3 separate regions of the Sus scrofa genome follow, and regions 2 and 3 are each linked to region 1. The links are chromatin contacts, called in public Hi-C and HiChIP or PLAC-seq maps. All regions are on one chromosome and are shown on one strand. Each heading gives the region's core, a stretch centred on a gene start, on an enhancer-like site or on the middle of the called end of the contact. The rest is flanking DNA. Distances are from core to core; before and after follow the strand shown. Region 1 holds the start of ZCCHC4 (zinc finger CCHC domain-containing protein 4). Region 2 holds the start of PI4K2B (phosphatidylinositol 4-kinase type 2-beta). Region 3 holds the start of ANAPC4 (anaphase-promoting complex subunit 4).

Region 1 (3,449 bases), core at 440-2,939:
ATGAGGGCTTGAGACAATATTTCCAAAAACAGCATCAGAAGTGGGTCCAGGAGTTCCCATCGTGGCGCAGTGGTTAACGAGTCCGACTAGGAACCATGAGGTTGCGGGTTCGGTCCCTGCCCTTGCTCAGTGGGTTAACGATCCGTCGTTGCTGTGAGCTGTGGTGTAGGCTGCAGACGCAGCTGGGATCCTGCATTGCTGTGGCTCTGGTGTAGGCCAGTGGCTACAGCTCCGATTCGACCCCTAGCCTGGGAACCTCCATATGCCACGGGAGCGGCCCAAAGAAATAGCAAAAAGACAAAAAAAAAAAAAAAAAAAAAAAAAGTGGGTCCAGAAAGTTTCCCATCCAAAGATGTAGAAGGGCAGATAATGGTCCCTGGGAATTAGTGCTGGACAACTTGGAAAAGGGCATTGTCACCTCAAAGACCAGATGCCACCAATGCCAGTGAAGATTTGAGTGAAACCACTGCATAATATGTTCATGGAAAAGAGCAATATTTCTAAATTAATATACCTTAGTATTAAATGTGTGAGTTTAAATGTGTATGAGTACCACTGTTTTTTAAATGCTAGAAAGAGAAATTGATTATTTCATCTATAATCATACAGGTATGTGTTTACCACAATTACATGTCTTGAAATTGGGTAAATTGATTCCCCTCGCTTTATTATTTTTCAAAATTATTTTAGCTCTTCTAGTTTCCTCAGCTTTCCATATAAATTTCAGAATAATATTGTCTATATCTACAAAAACCTGACTAGAATTTTGGTAGAAATTGAGCTAAACCTGTATCTGCCCTAACCTTGGGGAGAACTGATCTCTTCACAAAGTTGAGTTTTCTAATCGATGAACACAATCTGTCTCTACACTTACTTAGATTCTCTTTGATTTTTTTCATCAGCATCTTGTAGTTTTCAACATACAAGTCCTATACATGTTTTGTCAGATTTACACCTAAGAATTTCAGTTACTTGAGCAGTTATAAAAGGTATTCTATTTTTAATTTTGGTGTTCACCTGATCATTGCTAGTATATAGAAGAGCAACAGAGTTTTGTGTGTTTATATGGTATCTTGCAACCTTGCTGAACTTAGTTTAAACCAGAGTTATTATTGTTGATTCCTCGAAATGTTCTATATAGGCAATCACGTCATATGCAAACAGGCACAGTTTTCTTTCTTTCTTTCCAATATATGAATGTCAGTGGATGTGCAACTGTAACAAGCATCTATAAACATTGTTCATAAGGTAGAAGATGACACTGTGACTCTGGAAAAAAGAAGCTGGCTTCATCAAGCGCCGCTGCTTCAGCTATGTCTCTTGGTAGCTGCTGCTGGTGAGGATGCTGCCTTTTGGATTTACAACCAGACCAAATCTTTGGTCCACTGCGAAGAGCCGTCTCATCTCTGGGCTATATTCTTAGGCAAGGAGGGTATTCACAGATGCTAAAGTGCTAAGGCAGAGGCAGAAAATAGGTGGGCTTATTGCCCCGGGTCCAACAAGTTGCCTGCGAGTCGTCCCCACCCCTACCCGACCCCGGCCACCCCAAGTCCCGGTACTCCTTAGTGGCAGTCTCTGGCCCGCCAGGGACCGATTTGGGGACATGGCCTCCGACCCAGAGGCCGAAGCTCCTCCTAGGCGCGGGGGGGCGCTGTGAATACTGCTGGTCGCGGCGGCGCTCTTCCTCGGCCTCTTTGAGTCGAACTGAGGCTTTCGGGACGGCGGCGGGAAGATGGCGGCCCCCAGGGACGAACCTGGATCCGTGGAGGCAGAGGGCAGCTCCGGTCGCCAGGGGAGCTCGGGAGTCAAGGTGGTGCTTCCCTCCGATCTAGCCACCCCCGCCCCGCTGTGTCCTCACGGTAGGTCCGCGTCTGGGTTCAGCCTCGCTGTTGGGCGCCAAGGGGGCGTGAGTTACCCCGAAAGCACCTTGGGCATTTGGGGTTCCTGGATTTTTACCTACTCTCCCACACCGAGTGTGACATCTAGAAAATGCTCCTTCTTCGGGAAGTTGGGGTCTTCCACTTCCTTAAATAAAACGTCATAGAAAAGTCCCCACTGCAGTGGTTTTGGCTCCGCGGCTGCTACAGCTTTTTTGAAGGGGCGGAGCAGGGGCAAAAACGTTGCACGTTATTGAGTACTTCCCATTGCCAAGTACCCGGCGATTTCATTTGTTCATTTACTGTTCTTTCAGTTAAATTTTTAGAAAGGGAGCAAGAGGGAATGAATTCTTGCTTAGAAACTAGACCTAGCTTTTCTCTTAACTTGCGGAGAGAGGATGTGTCCAATTCTAAAAGCTCAGATTTTCGTTGAAAGGATAACTGAGCGGCGGTGGCAAAGTGCTCAGCAGTTTGGACCTGGCCCTTGTTGTGTCAGAACTCAGACCCTTCACCGCATCTGTACTGACAAGTACTGACAATGGCTTTTTTTTTTTTTTTTTTTTCTGAAGAAACCAGTTTTCAAAATTTATTTTTTAAGTAGTCAGTGTCTAATTGTTGTGACTTTGGGAGAAAAAATTGTTAACCAGTAGTGCATTATGACAAATTGTGTGTAAAACTAAAACAAGTTTTCATTTAAGGGCAGTGGAAACTAGGAACTTGATGTAGATGACTATTTGACATATTTTTTCCTATTCGGAACTAGGACCCACTCTTCTGTTTGTAAAGGTGAACCAAGGGAAAGAAGAAACACGGAGATTTTATGCCTGCTCAGCTTGTAGAGATAGAAAAGATTGTAATTTTTTTCAATGGGAAGATGAGAAGGTATATCAACTTTTTGGATATTTATTTTTTATTTTTGATGTGCGTGCCATTCTAATGAGAATGTATGAGGTAAATCGCTTAAGAGATGAAAATACCCTGTTTTTTGGTTCGAGATACTGGAGTTTATATTTACTCTGAACTTACTCTGATGACTGACATCTTAAACTACTGTCTCAAAGACAGTTCTTTAAGACTTTCTGAGGTGTTAGTATTGGGTTTGCAAAGGTAGATTTCTCCCTAAAGAGTGCAGGTCATGGTCATTCCAGGAAGTGTTTTAGAAAAACACTTTTGGGAAAACATTTTCATTGGATATCCTTTATACAGCTGCTGGGTGACCCATGAAAGCACTTAGAGAGACAGTTATGAGCTTGATGTCCTCTTGGACTCAGGTCCAATTAAAATTTTTGAAAGTTTTGACTAGAAAACTTTCAGCTTTGTTAGGGTTATTGGAAAACAGTCTTACATGCCACTCCTCTGCAGACTCGTTAAGATCACCCTGTGTGAATTAATCTCCATGCTTTAATATATTGCTTATTGTTTCAAAGTGCTGTAGAATTTCCCCAGGTTAATGTGTATTGTTTTGTTTCCCCCTGAAATGAATGCTTGTTTACAGCTTTAAGCCTCTTGAGTTTCTGGCTTCTTGATGTCAGAGTGTGATAGCAGTTTTTCTAGGATGGTAACAAGTTTGAT
Region 2 (3,449 bases), core at 621-3,120, 51 kb before region 1:
CTAGTAGAAGGTCAATAGAGGAATTAAGATGAAATATGAAGAAATATTGATTCACCTAAGAGAAAGTAGAAAAGGAAGAACAGAAGAACACAAAAGGAGATGAAACAAATATAATACAAATTGAAATAATAGTAGATTTACATCCAGCCACATTAATCTTACATTAAATGTTCATGAACTAAAAACTCCAGTTAAAAGGCAGAAATTATCACTGACCCGCAGATGGCACAGGGGGTTAAGGATCCAGCATTGTCACTGCTGTGGCTGGGCTTTGATCCCCAGCCAGAGAACTTCTGTATGCTGCAGGTTCAGCCAAAAAAAAAAAAAAGCAGAAATTATCAGACTGGATTAAAAAAAATTAAACCAACTATAAGCTATGTATGAGACACATACATATTAACTATAAAGACACGAAAAGATTGTAAAGAAAAGGAAAAAGACTTAGCAGTAGGCAAGCAGTTAACCCAAGAAAGGAGAAATGGTTATTTTAATATCAGACAATGTAGAATTCAAGTCAGGAGTATTAAGAGATAAGAAGGTATAGTTCATGAAAGAAAGAAAAAAGAAAAGGAGGAAGGAGAGAGGGAAAGAAGGAAGGGAAGAAAGGTCTGATCATCAGGAAGACTTGAAAGCCTAACAGAAGACATAAAAATCCTAAAAATTCACCTAATAAGACAACCTAAAAATATATAAAGCTAAAACTCACCAAACTAAAAGAAGAAATAGACAAATCCACAATCAAAGTTAGACTGTAATATTCTCTCAGTGAATGATGGAACTAAATATAAAAATCCATACAGACTTGGTTGATCAGAATAATACTCAATACTTAACTGAATTGATATTTTTAGAAAAAATTGACAGTTATACAACCACTCAACTGTAGAATACACTTTTTTTTTTTTTTTTTGATGCACCCGAAGCATTTGGAAGTTCCTGGGCCAGAGATTGAACCCCAAGCCACAGCAGTGAAAGGCTGGATCCTCAACCCACTAGGCCACCAGGAAACTTCAGAACACACCTTCTTTTTAAAGCACCCATGTGATTTTCAAGATATATAATATACTGCGTTATGAAATTCCAAAAGGTTGAAATCTTCTCTGGCCACAACAAAATTAAATTAAAAATCAATAATAAGGAGTTTCCAATGTGGTGCAGTGGAAACAAATATGACTAGGAACCATGAGGTTGCAGGTTCCATCCCTGGCCTCACTCAGTGGGTTAAGGATCTGGCATTGCTGTAAGCTGTGGTGTAGGTCGCAGACACGGCTCAGATCTGGTGTTGCTGTGGCTGTGGCACAGGCCGGGCTCAGATTGGACCCCTAGCCTTGGAACCTCCATATGTCATGGGTGTGGCCCCTAAATGACAAAAGACAAAGAAAAGAATAATATGCAGTGACCATTTTGTAATACCTACAGAATTATTCTATTGAATACCTGAAACTAATATAAAGTTATGTCAGCTATAGTACAATAAAAATAATATCTAGAGGAATCCCTAAATATTTGGAAATGAAACAACACACTCAAAGAAATGATTTAAAGAAGAAATCATACGGAAAATTTAAAATTATTTTGAACGGAATGAAAATAAAAGCACTACATATCAAAAATTGTGGACTGCAGATAAAGCAGTGCTTAGAGGGAAATGCATAGCTATAAATGCTTATATTAAAAAAAAATACAGAGCTCCCTGGGGGCTCAGCAGGTTAAGGATCTGATGTTTTCACTGCTATGACTCTGGTTACTGCTGTGGCTCAGGTTCCATCCCTGGCCCAGGAACTTCCACGCACTGCGGGCATGGCCAAAACTAAACCAAACCAAAACAAGAAAACTATTAAAACCCTATCAACTATACTTCAGCTAAAAAAAATTAAAACATAGTAAAGTCCAGAATCAATAATGTAATCTTTCATTCTAAGCAACTACAAAAATAAGAGGAAATCAAGTCCTAATTAAGTAGAAAGAAGAAAATAATGAGCAAAAACCAGTGGAGAACAGATCATCAATAAGATGGCTTTTTGAAAAGATTAAAAATTAGTATAAACTTGTAGCTAGATTAGTCAGAAAGAAAACGAGAAAATGCAAGCTACCAATATCAAGAATGTTTGAAACAAATGACAACGTCCTGGCTCATGGACTTCTAGTGCTGGCAACATGTTACCTAGAAGTATGTAGGTGTAGATTGTGCTAAACTCTATGACAGAATTCTGCAGGGAGGGAGAGATCCATTTGGGTTGGGAGAAGCACCTCTGCAAAAATGTTACCTTCGTCCGCAGAGCTCAACCCGGCGAGACCTCAGCCAGGTTTCTTTCCGGGCCCTGGAGGCAGGTGGCGACCCCGCCCCACGACCAAAGCACCGCCCCCAGCCCCAGCCGCCCTGGTCCTTCCGCGCAGGCGCGTGCTTGGCGCGCAGTGGGGCGCGGCCAGTGGCCAGGCGGGGCAACTGTCCTGCGGGCGCCGAGAGGGTCAGCACGCTTGTGAGGTCCCCTGGGTTGGACCGAACGACGCCGGTACCCAGCGATGCCGAGGCCAGACCCGGGTGCCTTGCCCCTCTGAGCCGGGCTCTGCGCGGAAGGCACAGAGAGAGGCCATGGCGGAGCCCTCCGAGCCCGGGCGGCCGGCGTCCGCGGGCAGCGGGAGCCTGGAGGAGGAGGAGGACGAGGAGCGGGAGCCGCTGCTGCCCCGGATCGTCTTGGCCCAGCCGCCGAAGGGCGCTCCGGGGAGCGCCGTGAGGCTGGTGAAGGCTGCCGAGGAGGAGGGTGCGGCCTCCGCTGGCCAAGCTGGCGACCAGGAACTGCTGCTCCAGCCCCGGGATGCGTCTCTCTCCCCATCCCTGGGTTTGGGGCGCCACCGGAGCTCGCCCACTCACCGGGACCGGCACCGCTCCTTGGGTTCAGGTGCGATCCAGCTCTTCTCTTCTCCCGCGCTCTCCCAGAGCGCTTGTCACCGCCGCCGCTCAGCCCCCATCCACGTCCCTCCTCGGGGTCCCTGTCCCCATCGTCTTTCTGTCTCTTGCTAGCCCTTGCCTAGTGGGAGAGGCTGTCGGCCAGGCGTCCCCTCCGGTGCTCAGGCCGAGGGGCGGGCCGCCGGTCACACCTCGGACACCTCGCCTTTCTCTCCTGCTTCCCCGTTTACTCTCACCTTTTCCAGGGGCTGTTGACTGTTTCACCTAAGGCTCAGGGTTGTCATTAAACTCTGGTCCTTGAGGCCTCCGCTAAGAGTGAAACTAAACTTTGGGAATCGGACAGGAAAACTTAACTCTTTAAAATGACGTAAGTTGTTTGCGCAAGTTTGGACTTGAGTTTTGGATTAAGTACCCTGAACTATCGAGAAAGTTGTGAATTTGCCAGGTGGATGACAGCCGAGAGGGGGAGAGAGGAGGGGAGAGAGAGAATATCCGGTTGTTCTTGGGACACGTTGCAAAGACTTTTTAATTAAATACTGTT
Region 3 (3,449 bases), core at 437-2,936, 49 kb after region 1:
CCAACTGTGTGCTACATGATAATATGATGCTGATAGAACTGCCCAAGGAAGGAAAGCTTAAACAAAATGCACAGGAAAATCCAGCTCATTTGATGCGATTTGAATTGGAACATTAGGACATAAGTTAAATTACTTGAGGGTCAGCTGGAAGGTCATTGCAATAAAGAGAAGATAAGATCTCTGCCATTTGATTTCAGGAGATTGTGTATAAATGTACCTCATCAAGGCTGCAAGGAGAAAAGGCATCAAAAGTGAGCAAGCAGATCTCAGAGAGATGAGGGGCGAGTTTTATCAGCTGGACAGTCACAAGAGTTTCATGCTATTGCGGTGCTTGGTACCCTTGCAGACTAGAAGGGTGACATCCGGTGTCTTCTCCTCTGAATGAGGAAGTCTTTCAGTGACTGCGTGGGAAGCCAGCACTGCTGAGGGGTCACTGGGACCATTTTTTAGTTCACCTAGAGAAATAGGAAGTACGTTCCTAAGTTAAGATTTATGAATGGAGAACCAGCCTTGTGTGTGCCAGGAATAGTCAGGACAGGTCTTCATCATTGTTTGGGGACTAACAGAGCATAGAGGCCACCTGGTCCTCAAGGTTATTAAACAGTATCAACTACAAAGCCCTTAACAACAAAAAGAAGTGATTTACCACACATTACAGGCTTGCGTAGGGTCAGTGGAAAGACAGGAGGAACTGTACGGACCCGAGGCGGTGTCAGTTCTGCTAACAACCACACACCATCCCAGAACATTAAACAATATCTGAAAATGCATTTCATGAAGAACAAAGGCAAGTCCATTCTCCCCATTAGAATATGGCCTCTGGTAGAATTGGGGGGAACATGCTAAACTGCAGCAAAAGCAAGGACAAAAGGCCGTCTCCGAAAGGGAGCAGGGCAAGCATCAAGAGTTACGCACAGTGCCTGGCACAAAAAAGTGCCTCGGACACTTGTTGCTGAATGAATTCGTCTACCTCTGTCATCTGTTTCCCAGGGCTAGATCCATAGAGAGGGGAGGAAGATGGGGCTCGTTCAAAACTGAAATCCTGCTGCTTTCTTTGAACAAGCAAAAGGAGTGAAAGGTAGCTGGCTTTGTACCACAGATTTTAAGTTCAAGCATCGCAGGGTGGTACTGTCACATCCTCTTAGCCAGGTTCATAACTTGTGGGAACTTTTTAACAAGTTAACATATTTAAATGTGTCTGTAACAAGAAGCACCAGATAGGTTCTGATTTACGCGTCCTGCCAGGCTGACCTGTGAGCCTTTGAGGGGGAGACCCCATGTCCCGTGCATTTTTGTGGCCCAGACGCCTTCATACAGCAGATGCTGCAATAGCTGTGGGACAAATCTTGGGGAGCCCGCAGTCCTCATGTATGAAGATAGGGCCACTACTACCAATAAGTTGTGAGGCTTAAACGGGATTCAGAATCAAGATATTTATGTCAGGTTTAAGAGCAGGGCTCTGGAAGCACCTAGAGCGTTTTCATAAATAGGGTCCAAGCCCATATTTTAATCGGCCTGAAGTGCTGCCCGGGTAAGGGTTTAAAAAAACAACAACAACAAAACCGAAGTGATTCTATTGAGCAACCAGGACTGAGCACCGCTGCATTGGAGGCCGTCAAAGTGGCTCCAGCGGCTGGAGACCGCTCTCGAGCTCTCGCGAGGAAATCCGGGACCCGGAAGTGCCCGGAGCGCGCGCGCCGGGCGGCGGGGAAGCTGCGGCGCGCGGCTGGCGCGGGGCGGGAGGGAGGGAGAGGGTGCCTTCCCTGCGGTGGGGCATCTCTCGGGTACCGCCGCATTTGGGGCTCTGCAGGAAGGGCCGGGGACCGAGGTGCCACAGGCACCAGGCCGGCCGCGGAGGGGGTCCCTGCTGCCTTCCGAGTGGGGTGTCCTTGCAGGGCCGCCCCCATGTTGCGTTTCGCGACATGTTTCCCGTCCTTCCGGGTGGTGGGAGAGAAGCAGCTGCCACAAGAGATCATTTTCCTGGTCTGGTCACCCAAGCGGGATCTCATTGCTTTGGCTAACACGGCAGGCGAGGTGAGTGAGCCGGCGTGCCACCTGTCCACCCCGCCCCTTCCTTCCAGACCTGCTGAAAACTAAGGGACTGGATGTGGGGCAGGTCATTTATATGCCCATTTCCTGCATTTTATGGGCCAAACAAGTTTCCACACAGCTTGACACAGTCAGACAGCCCTGCATCCCCAATTCTCTTTTAGTCATTTATGTGTTAAATAGGCTTTTTAAAGACTCACGATGTGTCGTTCATGATCTAGACATGGTAGCGGGTCCACAGATTCTGCCCATAGTTTACTTGCAGTTTAGACCGAAGAAAAATGACCTATTGTCAAGCTTCAGCTGCGAATGACCATGCATATATAGAGAGCTGCCACAGAGGTTATATTAAGAATCTATATTTCATTGTACAAGTTTTACAGTATAGGTTGGATAGCTACCTCCCATTAAAAACACTTTGAAGTTAAACCCATGCTTCCCTGGATTCCTGATGGAATGTGCAGGAGTGTTGTCAGTTAGCATTTCTAGTTCACATGATATTGCATTTCATCCAGTGTGACCCAGTTGTACCCACCTTTCTGCTGAGAGTTCATCGTTACCTGGCAGCCGTATTGTAAGGAAACCCTCACCCGTGCATCTTTACTCCTTTGACCTTTTGGCAGGTTTCCTGGTTATCTGGCCAGATGAGAGTTGTGTTATGTGCAGCCAAGTTTGGAAATGAAGTGGTGAAGAGAATATATCTGCCAGGAAAACTTAGCAGCCTTCAAAGCTATGTTGACTGTCAGGACATTGTTGCCAGGGGCTTTCTCAAGGCCGTCTATGAACCCTTCTAGCCTCCCACCCCTGCCAGGATGCTTTGGCGCTCCGGGACTCTAGAGAGGAGTGCGAGATAGTACAGCTATAGTAGCAGGAAGGAAGGGAGAGAATTGGGGCATCAGTGTGATCACATGGATGTAATTGTGGTCACTTGTTGCTTCCGTTTTCTCAGTGAAGAAGAAGGAGTGCTGTTTAGGAAGAAGATGGGAGAAGAAAGTATTGGAAGCTTGAGAAAAGAGAGGCAGTGAAAAACTGACAAGTAGACTAGTAAAATCTAATGGGATTGTTGATCAGCATCAGGAGCCACATGAGGTTAGTGGTTTTGCAGTTTGATGGAAACTAGTGCGCTGGGTTGTATGTATGTCTCTTCTATTCCATTCAGCTGTGTGGGCGCAGGCATGATTGGATTTAACCTGGATTGTTGTGACAGTGTGACAAAGCAAGAGGGATGCAAGGGAGCTGAAGTTACATGCAAGAGGGATGATTGGGATGATGAAGTTTGAATTCTGACCCGATGGAGTAGGGAAGGGAAGGCGTGTGTGGGGTGAGGGACACTGAAGAGGTGGTAGAATCAATGGATTGGATGTCTTGCTGAAGCTGAAGAATTGATGTTGGATATTAAT

Evidence for each region. A called contact is a pair of places that touch in the nucleus more often than the background predicts. HiChIP or PLAC-seq counts read pairs in DNA pulled down with a chosen protein or histone mark.
Region 2: a Hi-C map of subcutaneous adipose tissue shows a contact between it and region 1, with 1.9 times the contacts expected there. The contact joins the promoter of PI4K2B here to the promoter of ZCCHC4 in region 1. A contact is called at or near these places in 1 of 5 promoter capture datasets (liver), 7 of 47 Hi-C or Micro-C datasets (embryonic fibroblasts, heart right ventricle, liver and 2 more) and 2 of 2 datasets of contacts at active chromatin or transcription factors (alveolar macrophages and skeletal muscle).
Region 3: an H3K27ac HiChIP or PLAC-seq map of alveolar macrophages shows a contact between it and region 1. The contact joins the promoter of ANAPC4 here to the promoter of ZCCHC4 in region 1. A contact is called at or near these places in 2 of 5 promoter capture datasets (fetal liver and liver), 4 of 47 Hi-C or Micro-C datasets (embryonic fibroblasts, fetal liver, heart right ventricle and 1 more) and 2 of 2 datasets of contacts at active chromatin or transcription factors (alveolar macrophages and skeletal muscle).

What each region holds. Positions count from the first base shown.
Region 1 is chr8:19,250,390-19,253,838 of Sscrofa11.1, forward strand. It overlaps ZCCHC4 (zinc finger CCHC domain-containing protein 4), which reads left to right and starts at 1,690. Exons shown (of 14, transcript XR_002346590.1): 1 at 1,690-1,859; 2 at 2,641-2,759.
Region 2 is chr8:19,199,092-19,202,540 of Sscrofa11.1, forward strand. It overlaps PI4K2B (phosphatidylinositol 4-kinase type 2-beta), which reads left to right and starts at 1,871. Exons shown (of 8, transcript XM_021101073.1): 1 at 1,871-2,900. The coding sequence starts at 2,261.
Region 3 is chr8:19,299,567-19,303,015 of Sscrofa11.1, forward strand. ANAPC4 (anaphase-promoting complex subunit 4) reads left to right here and starts at 1,687. Exons shown (of 28, transcript XM_021101074.1): 1 at 1,687-2,034. The coding sequence starts at 1,906. All of the region lies in intron 13 of ZCCHC4 (zinc finger CCHC domain-containing protein 4), which reads left to right.